Linked DNA regions of Mus musculus: region 2 is linked to region 1. A link is a contact called in public promoter capture Hi-C data. All regions are on one chromosome and are shown on one strand. The core of a region is the stretch at or near the end of the contact, and the rest is flanking DNA. Distances in the headings are between cores, read along the strand shown.

What was found. Capture Hi-C pulls out chosen DNA fragments and counts their contacts.
Region 2: a promoter capture Hi-C map of liver shows a contact between it and region 1, with 5 times the contacts expected there. The contact joins the promoter of Faf1 here to the promoter of Magoh in region 1. A contact is called at or near these places in 1 of 39 promoter capture datasets (pre-B cells), 3 of 484 Hi-C or Micro-C datasets (CD4 T cells, CD8 T cells and regulatory T cells) and 2 of 9 other capture datasets (adipose tissue and liver).

What each region holds. Positions count from the first base shown.
Region 1 is chr4:107,877,660-107,882,930 of GRCm38.p6, reverse strand. It overlaps Magoh (mago homolog, exon junction complex core component), which reads right to left and starts at 3,176. Exons shown (of 5, transcript NM_001282737.1): 1 at 2,986-3,176; 2 at 1,980-2,038. The coding sequence starts at 3,073.
Region 2 is chr4:109,673,643-109,678,913 of GRCm38.p6, reverse strand. Faf1 (Fas-associated factor 1) reads right to left here and starts at 2,287. Exons shown (of 19, transcript NM_007983.2): 1 at 1,842-2,287. The coding sequence starts at 1,886.

The DNA of each region.
Region 1 (5,271 bases), core at 1,927-4,426:
GCAGAGGAGGCAAGGGAATTATCTGGTCCCCTTTCGCCCCTTTGTCATGTGAAGAACAAAGTTTGTTTTGGGAGGCTACAGCAATAAGACACCATATAGAACAGATGGGGTCCTCACCACACAACCAACCTGACAGGGCCTTGGAATTCACTGAGAGGTGAATCTATTCTTTGTACCCAGTCTCAGGCATTTTAATATAGCAGTGCAAATGGACAGAGATACACCTTTACTCTATGGCTTGGACATGATTTCAGTGTGGCCTTCCCAACTCCATTTATGTGACTAAAGGTTTGGTCCTCAGGGTGGTACTATGGGAAATGGTATAGACCTTGAAGAGGTGGGAATTAATGGTGGGTTCTTAGATCATTGCAGCATATCAGCAGAGGAATTGTGGGCCTCCAATGTCTGTGTGTTTCTCTCCTGGTGAGAGAGGTCACTGCGTGGCCACACACCCATTCTCACTACTGCAGCGGTGTTTGGATTTTGAACCTCTGGAGTGATGAGCTAAATAATCTCTTCTTTATTTTTGAGAATTTCACTGAGCCTCACTGGCTTCAAACTTGCTATGAACTAATTATTTCTTTTAAAAAGGCTTTTTCAGGCAGAGTTTCTCTGTACAGACCTGGAACTTGCTCTGTATATCAGGCTGTCGTCAAACTCAGAGATTCGTCTCATTCTGCCTCCCGAGTGATAAAAGTCTTATACCATCACCACCACCATTACTGAGTCCAACTTGAATTTCTAATCCCCATGCCTTCAACTACAAAGTCATGGAATTGCAGGTCTGTATCATTCCTGACAATAATCCGGCAATAGCCTCTGTCAGATATATTGTTATAGTGGTAACAGACAACTGATACACCCTGCTGCTTACAGACAAGGTTTCATGCCTCGCAGCCTGGCCTTGGTGATCTTAAACTTCTGAGCTTCTTGCTTTCACCTCCCCAGTGCTGACATATAAACATGGCTACCATGATCAGTTTCTGTGATGCTAAGGATGAAGCCCAGGGCCTCATGAAGACAAGCACTCTACCAACTGCTTCTGAGGAGCACTAGGTCATGCAAACAAACAACCCAAACCAAACAAAGAGAAAAAGATATGATGCTGATTCGGCATAAAATTAACTGCTAAATTGTATGAAGACATACTGTCATATCCTTAATGATATAGTAGAAATCCCAGCAGAATGGAACACATGACCTTTACTGAGATTCAGATATGCCCAAATGCCTATCATTATCTCTTACAAGCAAGAGTAACTATCCTCAGATTTAATATCTAGGCCATGATTTTCCTGATTGAAAGTATGGCAGAATACTTTGTCACATGGGCTTTTTATAATCAGGATTAAACAACATATTGTTTGAACGAGGTTATTCACACTCTGAACCTAGATGGGTTTCCACAGTAAAAGGAGGCAAAATGATTTGCTCATCTATGAGTACGCTGCCACCCCCATCCCCCGCCTTCTTCCACTCCCCAGTGTGTGGATCAGGAGGGGGCTCTGAGGTGGGAGAGTAGTAGTAAATGTCTATGGTTTAGCTCTAAAGAGCGTAATTCGAGGTTGAGACTTTCCCCTGATCCGTTTCCTCTTCAGAAGCAAAGTCAATGCTGTCTTCATAGTCTATGTACTAGGGACTAATATATTTAATTCTATGATAACATTTGGGAGTCACAGGTAGGTTTTCTTATCCTTTGTTTTACAGATGAAAACACAGAGACCAAGTTCAGCCAGAGAACTTGTTTTGAGGTCACATGGTCAGTATGGGGCACACCGAGGGTACAAACCAAGACACACAGATTTCAAACACTTACTAGCTTTTGATTCAGCACTGGGGGGGGGGGGGGAGTGAATCAGAGAAATAATCTAGCTGCTTAGAAATAAGTGCTCGCTTCCTACACTTCATCTTTCATTACCAGAGAGAACATAAGCAATGGGAAACCAAAGGCTAAGTCGTAGTGAAGGAAAGGTCTGTACCTCTTTCCTGATCATGACGTCATTTTTGTAATTGCTGTTGTTGGCGTATCGCAATTTACCTTCGGAAGAAAAAAGAAAAAAAAAAAAGAATGCAACGTATTAGAAAACATGAACAAAGCACCATTACCCTCCAAAGAATATGAGCTTTGCCTAAATTATATCGAATGTTTCAACCCATTTCCCAGCTGTGATAGTAGTGTTTTTGGTACTTCACTTGAAACTACTGAACAACAGAAGAAGGACCTGACAGTAAACTAGAGTCCCGGGAAAAGGCTGCCATGATGTAGCAAAAGAACACGTTCTCAGCTGTAAACAGGAATTTTAATGCTATCTTAGCTGCACAGAGAAGAACATGCTGATGTTCAACTGGGTTGGGAAAGGACTTTGAAAACTAAGGAAGCTGTATGCAAGCAAGCACTACAAACACCTGTATAGCGAGGCTCTTGACTAACATCACCCCCTACTACTGTCTCTCAGTCACCCCAGTGACCACCTGGATATGTCTGGCTCTTTGAGGTCCTATGACACTTGCTACTCCTGTAGATGCTTTTCTTCCTGTACTTCAAAAATTGATCCCTTTTCAATTACGGCTTAATTCAAATTCACACTCCTCAGACTGCTCTTTAAAAGCGACCTTACTTTTTGATCACTCCACACTACAAGAGATCGCTGTGGTTTCTTCCGGCTCTGAAACACATGTTCCACGAGAGGGGAAAATTTATTTTTGTTGCTCTGTCCCCAGACTGGAAAACAAACAGCCCATTCTCAGATGGACATTAAATCTTTGTTGAATGTAAGCAACCTGGCTTTTTAAAAAGCTACGAAGGAGAATCGCCAGCGGATGAAGAGAAAGAACCAATGAAGCCGACAAAAGAATGCCTCTTTCACGACCCAACAGCACGGTGGTCGGCGTCCCTTGCTTCGCTTCGCCACATTCCGCAGCCCGCCTTCTCTCCGCCCTCCCCGGGGCCGGTCCCACTGCCCGCAGCCGGGAGGCCGCTCTTACCGTCAGGTCGGAATTCAAACTCCAGGAACTCATGACCGAACTTGCCTTTGTGGCCCACGTAGTAACGCAGGTAAAAGTCACTCTCCATGCCTCGCAAGGGACAAGGAGGACGGAACTTTAGGAACGGATGACACTACCACGGCCTGCGGTCTACGTCTTATACTGGCGTAATGGTGGCGCGCGGAAATGACGTCTGCCACCGCGACACTAAGAGTTTCTCACTCTCCGGAGGCGGGAACGAGATTACCACGCCCCCTCCCCTAGACGCTGGGTCAAGATCGCCACGCCCCCTTGGTTGTATATCGAGAGTTCTGGAAGATCTTGGGATCCGAGAACTGCATCTGGGTTTCAGCCCAACACTGAGCGCTAGAGTCCTGTCAGGCGCAACCTCAATTTAAAGAGACAAGTGAGTCGAACGAGGTTATTCACACTCTGAACCTAGATGGGTTTCCACAGTAAAAGGAGGCAAAATGATTTGCTCATCTATGAGTACGCTGCCACCCCCATCCCCCGCCTTCTTCCACTCCCCAGTGTGTAGATCAGGAGGTGGCTCTGAGGCGGGAGATTAGTAGTAAATGTCTAAAGAGCGTAATGAGAGTTTGAGACCAGTGGCTGCATACTAAGACCCTGTCCCGAAAAATAAAGTTGGCTTTACTTAGCTGTCTTTTAAGAATGACTCCTTTCCCATTCCACAATGTTGCCTGAAACTTGCCTGCATTTAGCTAACATCCCTTTCTGCTATTTCTTTATTTTACGTGTAGGCAGAGTACTGCTACCTGATCCAGACTGACCTGAAACCACAAACCCTCCTACCTCATCCTCACGAGGGTCACCACTCATGAACGAGTTGCCTTTCATTCTTCCCTTTCAAGCTAACATGTCTAGATAGGTGTTGTGGGTCGGTTAAATGAATGTTGGATCCCTACTAGGCTTTTTTGTCTTGTTTTGTTTTGTTTTTCGAGACAGGGTTTCTCTGTGTAGCCCCGGCTGTCCTGGAACTGACTCTGTAGACCAGGCTGGCCTCAAACTCAGAAATCCACCTGCCTCTGCCAAGTGCTGGGATTAAAGGTGTGCGCCACCACCGCCCGGCTCCTACTGGTCATCTTATTTAGCAGCGATTCTCAGCCCTAGCCACATGCTGACAGAATCCAGTTTCACTGAAGCCTCTAAAAAAATACCCAGGTGAGAACTGGGCATGGTGGCCAATGCCTTTGATCCCAGCACTTCAGAGGCAGAGTGGAGTAGACCTCTGTGAGTTTAAGCCTAGACTGCTCTTTGCATAGTGAGTTCCAGGCCAGTCAGGACTACCAAGTAAGATACACACACACAAACTGAAACAAAAACGAGGTGGGTCAAATGTGGAGACCACTACCCAAGAGGTTCATTTTCAAGAGCCAAAGTTGACCTCTGTGAAAGGTCAAATTTCTGGTGCGGGAATTTTAAGGTCAAGTAGGTGAAATACGGTAAATTCTAGTCATAGAAGATTGACACACGACAGGTGTGGTGGCACATGCCTTTAATCCCAGCACTCAGGAGGCAGAGGCAGGCGGATTTCTGAGTTCGAGGGCAACCTGGTCTACCGAGTGAGATCCAGGACAGCCAGAGAAACCCTGTCTCAAAAAAAAAGAATTGACACACATCGTTACCAGAGATGTCGTCTCACCACTCTCTGCCCTGCCACTGGTTTGTTTCTTGTTCTCTGAGACAGGGTCTGGCTGTGTAGCCCTGGCTGGCCTGAAACTCACTATATTGGCCAGACTGGGCTGGGGTACAGATATCCACCTGCCTTTGCAGGACTCTAGAGGAGTCCTGGTATTAAAGGCGTGTGCCACCACCTTGCCTGGCTCCTACTGCACTTTAGAAAGATCACTTTGGTTGTCATGTAAGCCGACTGGAAAATAGGAAGGCCAGAAGTGCAATTGTTATGGAGATAGGTAGTCGTTAAGGAAATCCATGAAGGTAGTACTGTGGTGGTGATGACCCATGTGTAGGTAGTGGCTGCAAACTGGAAAATGAGTGGATTTGAAGTGAAATACCTTAACATAAAGGGTAGGTGTAATGGCTATTCCTGGTTGTCAACTTGACTATATTCAAAATGAATTACAATCCAGAATTGGAAGGCTCACCTATGGTCCTGATCTTGAGGCTGGGAGATACAAGTTTCCGACCTGGTCTTGGCATGGAGATCATGAGGCATAGTGGCTATGAATCCCAGGAGATTAAGGCAAGGAGATCTGAGTTCAAGGTCATCTGCGACAAAGCAAGTCTTAGATCCAGGCATGGTGG
Region 2 (5,271 bases), core at 1,038-3,537, 1.8 Mb before region 1:
TTAGTATATGAAGGCTGTTCACACCAAATGCGATTAGAAAATTTTTTCCAGTTATAAACAGTGTGCACAATATGGCCTATAAGACCATTCCAATACTATTCTAATAGGAGAAATCTTTGGCTGGAAATGTAGACCAGTGGTAGAGCTTTTGCCTAACATGCACAAAGCTCTGGGTTCAATCTCCAGCTACTGCAAAAGGAAGACATTTTCAACGGGGAAAGAAAGACTGGGAAAAAAATGTTATTGGAATTTAATAATGTGATTAAAAATAGTCATTTTGATTTCCAAACCAAAGTCTTGATGTACCTCAAAAATATTACTCTGCCTCTGGGCACAAGTCCTTTAGCTAATATTAATAGTGACCCAGGTATTGTGGCATACACTCCTATAATCCCAACACTGAAGAAACAATTAAGACTGGCCTGAGCTATATATATATATTGAAACTATGCCTCAAAAAAAAAATAATAATAACAAGCATAGTGACTGACAGAAAGACAGAAATCAACTACAGTTGTTAGAGGTTTTAAAAATTTACAAAATTAAAACAAAGTTATAATCACATTAGGACTAGGATAAATTACACCATTTGTTGCTGTCCTCATCAAAACACAAACTGGGTAAAAACTACATCTAAGAAATGGACATGGTGAATCACACCTGTAATCCCAGTACTGTGAGAAGCTGGGGTAGGAAGACTATATTAAATTAGATGCCACCCTGGGATGCACATAGGGAGACACTAAGATAAAGAACTCAGGCTATTCTAAAGCCTACAAAATGCCATGGCCAACTCTTCTTTTTAAAAGCATCCTTTTTTAGTTTATATGTTGCAGTATAATCAAAAAGTATATATAAGCATATTCCTAGTGTGCCAGATAACTACTAGAAAAAAAAACAGAGCAAAATCTTGGAAAATGGTCACCAAAACACTAAGTAAAAATGTAGTACTACCTACAGAGACTGTGAAGTAAAGTCAGTGTGGGAGAAAATCTGCCTTTATTTGAAAAATATAATTCCAAACAATATGTGTATGGCACTAAAATGTGTTTTTTCAGTAAATATCAAGGGGCAAAGAAAATATTCACAGTGTAGTGTTAATAACTGCAAGTCTTTCCAGATGCACACAGCTCTCCTTTCAAAGGGCCTCCCTAGGATACTTACATGCCAGGATTACTACAGGAGGGTTTGGTAAGGGAACAATCTTTACTTTGAATTAATTAATTAAAGGACACCAAACAATTGAAGTCTGTAAGGGAAAGGAATCTGCAAATGTGGACGGGTTATTAAGTTTGTGAATTCACTGCAGAGATACATCCTGCCTCTCTGCCTCCTTATTTTCTACCCTCCAGATTGCAATAAGGCCTCCAGCGTCTCAACTGCCTACCCCTCTTTGAAAAGGACCACAAAGCCCGACTAGTCTCATCACCTCCTCATCACTCTACCTTTTCACTCTCCACTTCATACAATACACCACACCCATAGCAACACACTCTCCACACCACACATCACTGTCCCCTCATGGAATAACCCAAACACCCCACAATTAACCCACATTCTACACATGCCTCATAAGACTGAGAAAGAGCCCACATACATAGTAACCCCCAAATCACTATATCCCCAAACGTAAAAATATCATTCAACACAGAGAGAGAGAGAACATATGAAATACATGTTCCCCAAGGTTCACAATATACACACATCCTGAGCCACGTAGGGTAGAAAAGCCCACACTACAACCACTGCGGTGCTCAAACAAACGCTGGGAAGAGGCCACCGCGCTACCACCCCGAGGCGCCAAGTTGGAGGTGGGAAGCGAGCAGAGCCAGACACTTCACCTGAAAATCCGCAAGGATCATCTCCCGGTCCATGTTGGACGCCATGGCGGCCGCCGAGCTCCGCGGCTCCGGGAACGAAGCGCGCACCTGGGAGCGAGACGGCGCCTCCTGCGGCCGAAGCTGCGGCCGCCGCCGGGTGGCGAAGGGCTGGCGGGCGAGCCGGCGGGAGGGCCGGCGGACCGGCGGGCGGGGCAGCGCGGGAGACTAGGTGCTCATGCACTCGGTAACCTTCAGCCGCCCTGAGCCCGCCTGCGCCCCGCGGAGCCCTCGCCGCAGCTGCCGGGACGGGGAGGCTGGTCTCGATGCCGGGCCGGTCCTTCCGTCGCCGCCTGGGAGGAGGACAGGTTGCGACAGCGCGCGCCCGGCTCCCTCCAGCCACGGCAAACCCGACGGGGGCGGGGAAAGCGAGAGAAGGAGCAGGCGGGCCAACGCCACAGCCGCCTCCGCCTCCTCCGCTTCCTCCCCGGCCGCCGCCTCCGCCCCTGGTTGGCCGGCGCCTGGGCTGTCGCACATTTTGCCTGTCATCGAGGTCGCAAAGCGGCGCTTTGCGGCTGTCACGTGACTGCCCTCCTGTCAAGCGCTTTGGCGCTCGGCTTGCGGGCGGGGTCGCCGGCCTGTGTGGCAAGGACGCCGTTGTGCGTCTCCCCCACCCCCCGGAGCCTGAGGACCCGCAACAGGTTATTCCGGTTTGGGTTGAAGCCTAGGCCTGGAGGTGCGGCCTCCCCCTGGCCGAGGCCGGACTGTGATTCGGCGCCTCACGTGCTTAGTCATACGCAAAGCACCGCCAGCCTCAGCCCAGCTCAGCACACTCCATAAACCGCCTGGCCAGCAGCATTCCTAACATTGTAGGTTTTCCTCTCACCAAAATACCTCCTCGTGGACGGTCTCTCACTCTCAGCCTTATGGTAAAAAGCCGCTTACATACTGTCACTCCCTACCTGGAACCTCCTATTTCTGAGTCTGCAATCTCAGGCACAAACACTGAGGTATCCAGCAGACAATAATATGTCTGGAACATAGAAACTCAGAGGGTGAGGATTCAGACCTCAAAAGGATGCTGAACATTTTTAAGTTGATATTTACGGGAAAATATTTCTACTGCAATATCTACATTTTTAGAGCATTACATGTAGAAAACTTGAGTACACTTTCACATATTTTATTTAAAATATTTTCATAAGTAACGGTATGGTACACTTACTCATAATTTCTGAAGATTTCAACTAATGGTCAGAAATTAGCAACCTTTGTACCTAAAACATCCAAAACCTATATGACAATTTGTAATTGCCATCTAGGCCAAGGAAGGGTGACAATATATTCAATCTTGACACACACACAAACACACACACACAAAGTAGGAACTTACAGACTTTTAAAGGACACATCCATGCCCTGGAAAGTATGTTAAACTCTGGAAATGTTAAACAAAAATAAGAACTGATGAAATCACCATAAAGAATTCATGCCTAAGCTTTTTAAGCTAGGAGTGTATCCATTAAAAAAAAAAAAATAGAAAGACTGAATCAAATATTCAATCCCTTGAATGCAAAGAAGTGTGCTATTTATGTTAAGATCTTGATTTGCTGGAGATGAAACTCAATAGTAGATAGAGCACTTGCCAGGCATACACAGGCTCTTGGTTAGATCCCTAAAACCACCAGGTGGAAAAATGGATTCCATGGTTCTCTTACTAAAAGCAATCTGGCATACAATTCTGTGATAACTTGTATGTTTTTTTTATTTATTTGTTGTATTTTATGAGTGTTTTGCCTTTGTGTGCATATATATGTACCATATGGTGCCTGGTGCCCATGGAGGCCAGCAAGGGATGTGTGAATCCCTGGAACTGGAGTTATGTATGGTTATAAGCCACCATGTGGGTGCTGGAAATAGAACCCTGGTCCTCTTCAATAGCAAGTACTCTAAATCACTGAACCTCCCCAGACCTATAAAGTGAACTTGTTTTAATGTGCAGAATCAGCTAAGTAAGAAATAGAAACCCCTGAGTCTGATGTGCTGATCCATGCCTTTAATTCTAGCACTAGGGGTGCAGAGGCAGGCAGGGCATAGAGAGTTCCAGGCCAGACTGGGCTACATGGTGATACTGGTTTTTGTTTTGTTTTGTTTTGTTTTGTTTTGTTTTAAAAGGCAACAACAACAACAAAACTTTGTAGTCTTTTTCCTTGCTGTACCTAAAAGGAGAGATTCTGAAATTGTCATAAATAGGAATCATGAGGTGAAACCCAATGTCAACAATATAAGTGAGGCAATCCAATAACCCAGTTAGCATGGGCCCTCAGAACAAAGCAGGTATTCAGTGTTATATATGGCCAGGCTAATGAAACCCTGCAAAACTGACAAGTGACTACCTCAGAACTCATTCAAACACTACGCACATTCCTCTTTCCCTTCTCTCCATCTGAAAATTGAAATAATACAATACATGCAGGGAGATGGGAGTAACGACCCCGATATTCAAACATATGAGGTTTCAGAATGATTTCCCCAAAAAATTAGCTGTCGAAACATGGATGAGTCATTCAACTATTACTAATTTCAACTCCTGACAAGATCGTTTCAGGAGATAAATGAGAAACTTCAAATCTTTGTGTAAAATTAGCATACATTTCATAGCATTTCTGTGTTTGAGACCTAACTTTGCCCCTTTCCAACCTCTCTATGAATCTTTAATCTCTCACTCAAAACTAAGAAAACTTAGCAGTTTCAAACAGTGAGTGACATACTGCATAGGAAAACTGCCCATAGCCTTAAAGCCTCCTAATGTGCTAGCTGTTACTCAGTATGCTCCTCCTCCATGTTCTTCCAAGGCCTCCCCTTTCATTACGCTTAAGCTAACAAGAATGCCTGCCTTTTTCCCCCAACCATGGCCTTTAGTACTTTAACAAAACACAGTTCTGGCAAATTCTATGAATTTTTTCCTGTAATTGTTTAATCAACAAATGGTTTATCTCCTTCTACAGGTTGAAAGTTTCTTGATGGTTATAAACCATTTCATCCAGTATTTCTTTTATATTCATCAGGGTACATCCATAACAAAAATCTTGGGTTCATACTAATAATTTGAATTTTTATTGTTATCTCTAGCCAGGCATGGTGGTACACACATTTAATCCTAGCATATGAGAAGCAGAGACATATGGGTCTCTGTGAGTTCAAGGCCTGCCTGGTCTACAAAATGAGTTCTAGGACAACCAGTTCTGTTACATAGAGAAACCCTGTCTTGAAAAACTGAAGGAAAAAGAAAAGAAAAGAAAGAAAAAAATGTACAGAATGAAGGGCAACGTTGTTTTGTTTTGTTTTTTAAGATTTTTGTCTAGGGTCATGAAATAAAGTGAAAGGACTAGGACGCAAGTCGAGGTCAAAACTAGTGCTCTTCCCACTTTCCCTGGTAACTCCTTATAGTATC